Linked DNA regions of Mus musculus: region 1 is linked to region 2. A link is a contact called in public HiChIP or PLAC-seq data. All regions are on one chromosome and are shown on one strand. The core of a region is the stretch at or near the end of the contact, and the rest is flanking DNA. Distances in the headings are between cores, read along the strand shown. Region 1 has its middle 55 kb from the start of Sipa1l1. Region 2 overlaps Gm30799 (a long non-coding RNA gene).

Region 1 (3,019 bases), core at 490-2,989, 140 kb before region 2:
CTTTCTCCTCACCTCGGTGCTAAGACATATACTTTTTTCATTTCCTTGGTAAAGCAGTATAAACTCTGCTTAAAGCAAGCAGAAAGCTGTATTTTTATAAATATCATACATGGGTAAAGGTTCAACTAGGAGGGCCCTTAGGAATATTCTGGGCAATAATACATGACAGAGGTCACCGGGAAAGTTGGCTCTTTTCTGGAACTAAGAAAGCAACAGGAGGTCGCACCTAAACTGCCTGACTGGTCACATGGCTCATGAGGAAGTCTCACTTTGTAGACTTCAGATCTCAGACTCACAAATAAGCACCACACAGACCTGTGTATGCCAATCAAGATTCCAACAGATTCCCAACAATCTTGTGTTTCTACTTGTCCTGAACCTTGATCACCACACTAACAGGATTGCAATCAGAACTCTAGTTCACAAAACAATCATTTCCCGTGGGTAAATCTGAGCTTTGTTTTGGTTTTTATTTTCATTTATATTGAATCTTTAACTCCTTCTTAGCCCAGGCTGGCTTCAAACTCTCAGAGCTCTGCCTGCCTCTGCCTCCTGTGTAAACTCTGAGATTAAAGATGTGCTCCACCACTGCCTAGCTGCAATCACTCACCATTTCCTTATCAGCTCATTTTCATTGCATTTCTTTTTTCTAACCTCGACATGTAGACCAAATTGGGACTTGAACTTACAAAGATTCTCCTGCCTCTACCTCCCATGAACTGGGATTAAAAACTGCACTACCACCTGGCACGAATTTTAACTTTGGCTAGGTCTTTTTAAGATTTTTAAAACAAAAAGATACCTTATCAGTCTCAAAAACAGCAAAAGTTTCTCACCGCCTACAGAAAGAGGATCCAAATTCTTCAGTAGGGCTCGGCTCCAGCTGAACTTCTCAGCTATTTCCCCTGCCCTTCTCATGCCCTTCCCTGCAGACACGCTGAACCCACAGCAGTCCTGTGCTCCCTCGCTTAGGCCCTGTTCACAAAGTCCCCCATAACACTACCCTATAACTCCAAAGTTCATCTCTCCTGCTGTGCCTAATTCAAGGGCCACCTCTAGGCATTTCTTAGTGTCTCTGCTGAGTCACCACAGGGTAGGCCTCACATACTGAAATAGCATGAGACCAACTTTAGAGACCAACACCATACACAGCTCTACTCTACCATAATAGTTAGGCCTGAACAACACAGGGCAATATAATTAACTATATAAGACCTGGGGCTCCAGGCAACATTTAATGCCTTGAGCTCAAAAACTCTCAATGTTAACAAAAGGCTAGCCTTGCTTGGATGGCATGAGCTGGCTGGAGCAGATTCATCAGGAACCTCAGTTTTTTACCTGTGAAGAGCTACATCTATTTCATAGCAAGAGAACAAATGAGGGCAAAGACACACCTCTGTTACCCATAGTGCCATGGCTATCAACTGATTGTGAAAAGATAGGAGTCAAAATGATCTTGGGCTACCTTAGTCCACTGACAGTATTCCATTGTCTGCCCCTGTATCTGACCTAACATTCTTAAGACTATTAGGTAAACCCCTTTGGAATGCAATAACAGACCCCTAGCTTCCATCAACCTAAGAATGTCATTAGATAGCATCTGAGACCTGGAGCGGAGGCCCGCCTGCCTGTTACTTCCACCCACATAAATGAAAAGGGCCTTTCGGGCTAGTTCTTTGTTCTCTTACTACAAACACTGTGTTCAACTATTACCACATAGGAACACAGTGTCTGGGGTGACCTGAATCTGTGTCCCCGGGCCGCAGCCATTCTTATTTGGCCCAGAATAAACTGTCTCACTCCCTCTGGGGTAAAAGTTGTGTTTTTACACTAAAGAAGCCGCTGACGCACAGCATGTAGGGCTAATGAACACACTTCAGACCTCCCAGCTCCCAGCTCTTCTCTCTGATGCAAGTCTCAGGGACCAAAGTCCTTCTCTATGGTAACACCTCCTTGGAGGTCACCCTGCACAGCCCTGGTAGACATTCTGTAAGGTTCCCTGGCAAATAAAAGCCAGAGAAGTTAAAAAGTTCTGAGGCTAAGAAACAAGGGTCAACACTTGGTAAAATGTAGCTTATTTAGAAGATTCCATTCAAATACTAATGACTAATCTGCAAATGCCTATGAACAAACAGACTACTACACCCCCCATGGCTGTCAGCTCCTCTACTTGGCTTCTAGAATATCCCTTGTGAAGGTCACTTGGCCTTGCAGTTACCACCACTTCATTTGTCTTAGTTTGAGTTTTACTGCTGTGAACAGACACCATGACCAAGGCAACTCTTGTAAGGACAACATTTACTTGGGGCTGGCTTACAGGTTCAGAGGTTCAGTCCATTATCATCAAGACAGGAGCTCAGCAGCATCCAGGCAGGCCTGGTGCAGGAGGAGCTGAGAGTTCTACATCCTCATTCAAGGGAAGGCAGGGGCAAAATGTTCTCAGGCAGCCAGGAGGAGGGTCTCAAAGTCTACCCCCACAGTGACACACTTCCTTCAACAAGGCCGCACCTATTCCAACAGGGCCACACCTCCTAAAAGTGCCAAGTCCTGGGCCAAGCATATTCAAACCACATCATTAAAGCATCTCTATCACCATTTACAATATATTTGCCTTTAATTTTTTTCATGATCTTACACGGGCTACAAGAGCAGAGGCTCTAAGCAGGCCAGACCTGTGTGTGACTGCCCTTTCTTTCCAACCCTTCCTCAGACTCCCTTCCAGAGAACTGGAATTATCCACATCTCACGGCACCTCAGAATCATGTGGGTCCCTCTGTTAAGTGATTGTCACTACTAAGACCATACATGATTAAGGTTTGAACAGACCTAGATAGATGTTCTCATTCAGCCTGGAATTCAATGTCGGGTCAAAGTAAGGGGTTGGGGGTGGGGGCTTACCAAACATTTTCATTACTAGTAAACACAAAAATCAGAAATGACAGAACAGAGACCTGAAACTGGAAATGTACATGGCTCTTTTTGTCCCATCAAGTTCTGTAACTGACACCCAGAGTCACTC
Region 2 (2,700 bases), core at 37-2,536:
TTCTTATCAGGGACTAAGTTGAAAGGGAAAATTCAAAAGGGGAAAAATGACAAGGGTGGGAGACGGGGCTCACAGAGAGGCTCAGCAGCTAAGAGAGCTTGCTGCTTTTCTAGAAGACCCAGGTTCAGTTCCTGGCACCCATGTCTGGTGGTTGATGACTGTATAAATCCCCAGCTCCAGTAGGATCAGATACCTCTACCTCTAAAGGCAACTTTACCCACACACACATTCTCCCTTTCTCTTCCCTCTCTCCCTCCCCCCCTTTCTCTCTCTCTCCTTCTCTCTCATGCACACACAGGTAGTTAAAAATAATGAAAAGAAATGTTCCTAATAAAGAAATGGAAAACAGAACAAAGACAGAGGTACAGAGGAAGAAAGGAAATGTCTACCAGCACCTGTCAAGCCCTCAGACAGCAAAGAGGTCCCAGCACTGCTTGATGCTTGACAAGTGTCCACTGAGCTAAGGCAGATGCTCTAGTCTGATGTTCAAACCTCTCCACAGGCTGTCTGAATCTCACCTGCCTGTCACTCTGGCCGTGACCCTCTGCAAGTCCCACTCCAGCCAAATTGTGTCACTTGATATTTGTCCTTGCTAGAGCATTGTGTGAAATGTCCTGGCTTGTCATCTTGTTTGGCCCTTGTAGAAAAAAATCCTATCAATCCTTCAAGACATTTCCTTCATCTTCCTCAAAGACTTCTCTGTCCTTCATAAGATACCAGGTTCTCTTTCTGTATAGAAAATTCTCCTTTGTGACTGTCTCCTGCAAGTCTACTTACTCATGTGTGCGTTTGTGTGTGTGTGTTCATCTCCTCTTACCCAACTGCAAATGTCATTAACCTTTCTGTTTCTCCCAACTTCTTAGAGCAGAGCCCAAAAGTGCAGGCAGTACACAAGGAGTTTATTGCACATGAGAGATGAGAAGCACTTAGTATGTTACATCAACTGTGAACTAATTTGTACATTACTGCAGTTAGTAGCTTCTTTCTTAAAAAGCAAAAGAAGAAAAAAAGAAAAATAATGTCTCACACTATTTTAAAACGTCTTTGAAGATAATCTTTGTCAAATAACTTAGCCTCCTTTTCTGCAGAATCATGGAGCAGCCCCGGCCAGGCTGCCTTGGGAGGCAGGTGCCATAGGTTTTTTCAGATTAGAACCCATGGTTCCTGGGGCACTGTGTGCCTTTCAGGTCCTGAGAAACCGAGGCACCCCCTTGGGCAGTGGGACATTCAGGCCACCTGCATCTCTCTGCATTCCCTAGAAGTCAGGAAGCACAGAAGCTTGGCAGCACAATAAGTCTTAGATGTTAATCTTGTGTACCTTGTATAGATTGCAAATGCCATTGTACCCTGGCAACACCCTTTGTGTCCCCCCCACCCCCACCCCTGCAACTGCCATTGTATTGAGTTTCTGATAAGGCTATAAAAGTCTGCCTGCTTGCTGTAAACTTGTCTCAGACCCCTCCAGCCCAACCTGGCTTTAATTTCTATCCACCATATCAGGAGAGCCTGGATCAGTAAGCAAGCGTTGGCACTTACACTTTTCCATCTATAAATCTCCACTTCTCCACTGAACTAAATCCTGGTCCCCACTAGTTCCTCCTCTGCCTCCCTTTGTCACTAACTCACCTCTAAACTGTCTGTCTGTCTCTTTCTCTCCTTCTCTCTCTCCTCTCTCTCTCTCCCTCCCTCCCTCCCTTTCCTCTCCTCCTACCCACCTACCTATTTATCTATCCATCCACCTACCACCCACCTACTCATCCATCTCTCTACTTACCTACTTACCAATCTAGATATCAGACCCAGGATCCCTCGTAGCCCAAGTTAGCCTCAAATTCTCTATATATCCAAAGATGACCTTGAATTCTTGATCTTCTCTCTTCTTCCTCCAGCCTATTGGGATTACAGTTTTAGGCTGTGCTGGAGGATGGGTCAAATGTACTAAGCAAACACTACCAACTGAGCCATATCCCCAGCTCTCAGTCATGCCTTTAATCTGGAACAGCAATGTACTAGGCTATTATCATCCAGGACTTGAGCCTGTGATAGCAGTCTAGGAGGTTCACAAGTCATGAACTTTAGGAGCCATCAGGTACTCAGGAATGATCACTGTGGTTAAGAACACCTGGCTGACCCTCCTCACACCTCAGCACAGCTTTGATACCATTTTCGAATCTAAGAAGGGAAAACCCAAGGTCTTTATGGAAGTTACCTGTTCCATCTATGTTTGTGGGCTCAGTATCAGCTTATAAGATAGCAAGAAAAACATATTGGTTATCAATATTTGGAAGAACCTATTTTTATAGATGAGAATGTGCACTTAACCTCAGGGTCTGCCCTTTGGGTTATATACTCAGTGAGATTTGACACATATCTGATACCTTGTATCTACCATTAGGACTTCACAGACTAGTCTTGTGCTCTGAGATCCTCTGTGCTCTGCCTATTCATCTTTCCCCCAGGATCCCTGGCAACCAATGGTCCCTTGAGTTCTTGATCTTCCTGCCTCTGCTTTCTGTCTGTGATGGTTTGAACGAGAATGGCCTCCATGGGTTAATATATTTGAATGCTTGATCTGAAGTTAGTGGAACTGTTTGGGAAGGACTGGGAAAGATGGCCTTTTTGAAAGGTGTATGTCATTGAGGGTGCCTCATGGTTGTTATCTCAGCAGGTAAGCTCTCAGCTTCTGCTCCAGCGCCATGC

Evidence for each region. HiChIP or PLAC-seq counts read pairs in DNA pulled down with a chosen protein or histone mark.
Region 1: a contact with region 2 is called in an H3K27ac HiChIP or PLAC-seq map of extraembryonic endoderm stem cells. The contact joins two enhancer-like sites. A contact is called at or near these places in 1 of 484 Hi-C or Micro-C datasets (nephron progenitors), 4 of 115 datasets of contacts at active chromatin or transcription factors (bone marrow-derived dendritic cells, bone marrow-derived macrophages, extraembryonic endoderm stem cells and 1 more) and 3 of 9 other capture datasets (adipose tissue, liver and pancreatic islet).

What each region holds. Positions count from the first base shown.
Region 1 is chr12:82,255,056-82,258,074 of GRCm38.p6, reverse strand. It overlaps a transcript of Sipa1l1 not described here. Among named protein-coding and RNA genes, the nearest start is that of Sipa1l1, 55 kb to the left of the region's middle. Within about 2 kb of position 1,739, at least 51 of the 459 cell types and tissues checked have an H3K27ac peak or open chromatin away from gene starts, as enhancers often do. A contact at or near this core is called in extraembryonic endoderm stem cells, where this site is marked.
Region 2 is chr12:82,111,592-82,114,291 of GRCm38.p6, reverse strand. The region is part of intron 6 of Gm30799 (a long non-coding RNA gene); the gene reads right to left. Among named protein-coding and RNA genes, the nearest start is that of Gm30799, 43 kb to the right of the region's middle. Within about 2 kb of position 1,286, at least 4 of the 459 cell types and tissues checked have an H3K27ac peak or open chromatin away from gene starts, as enhancers often do. A contact at or near this core is called in extraembryonic endoderm stem cells, where this site is marked.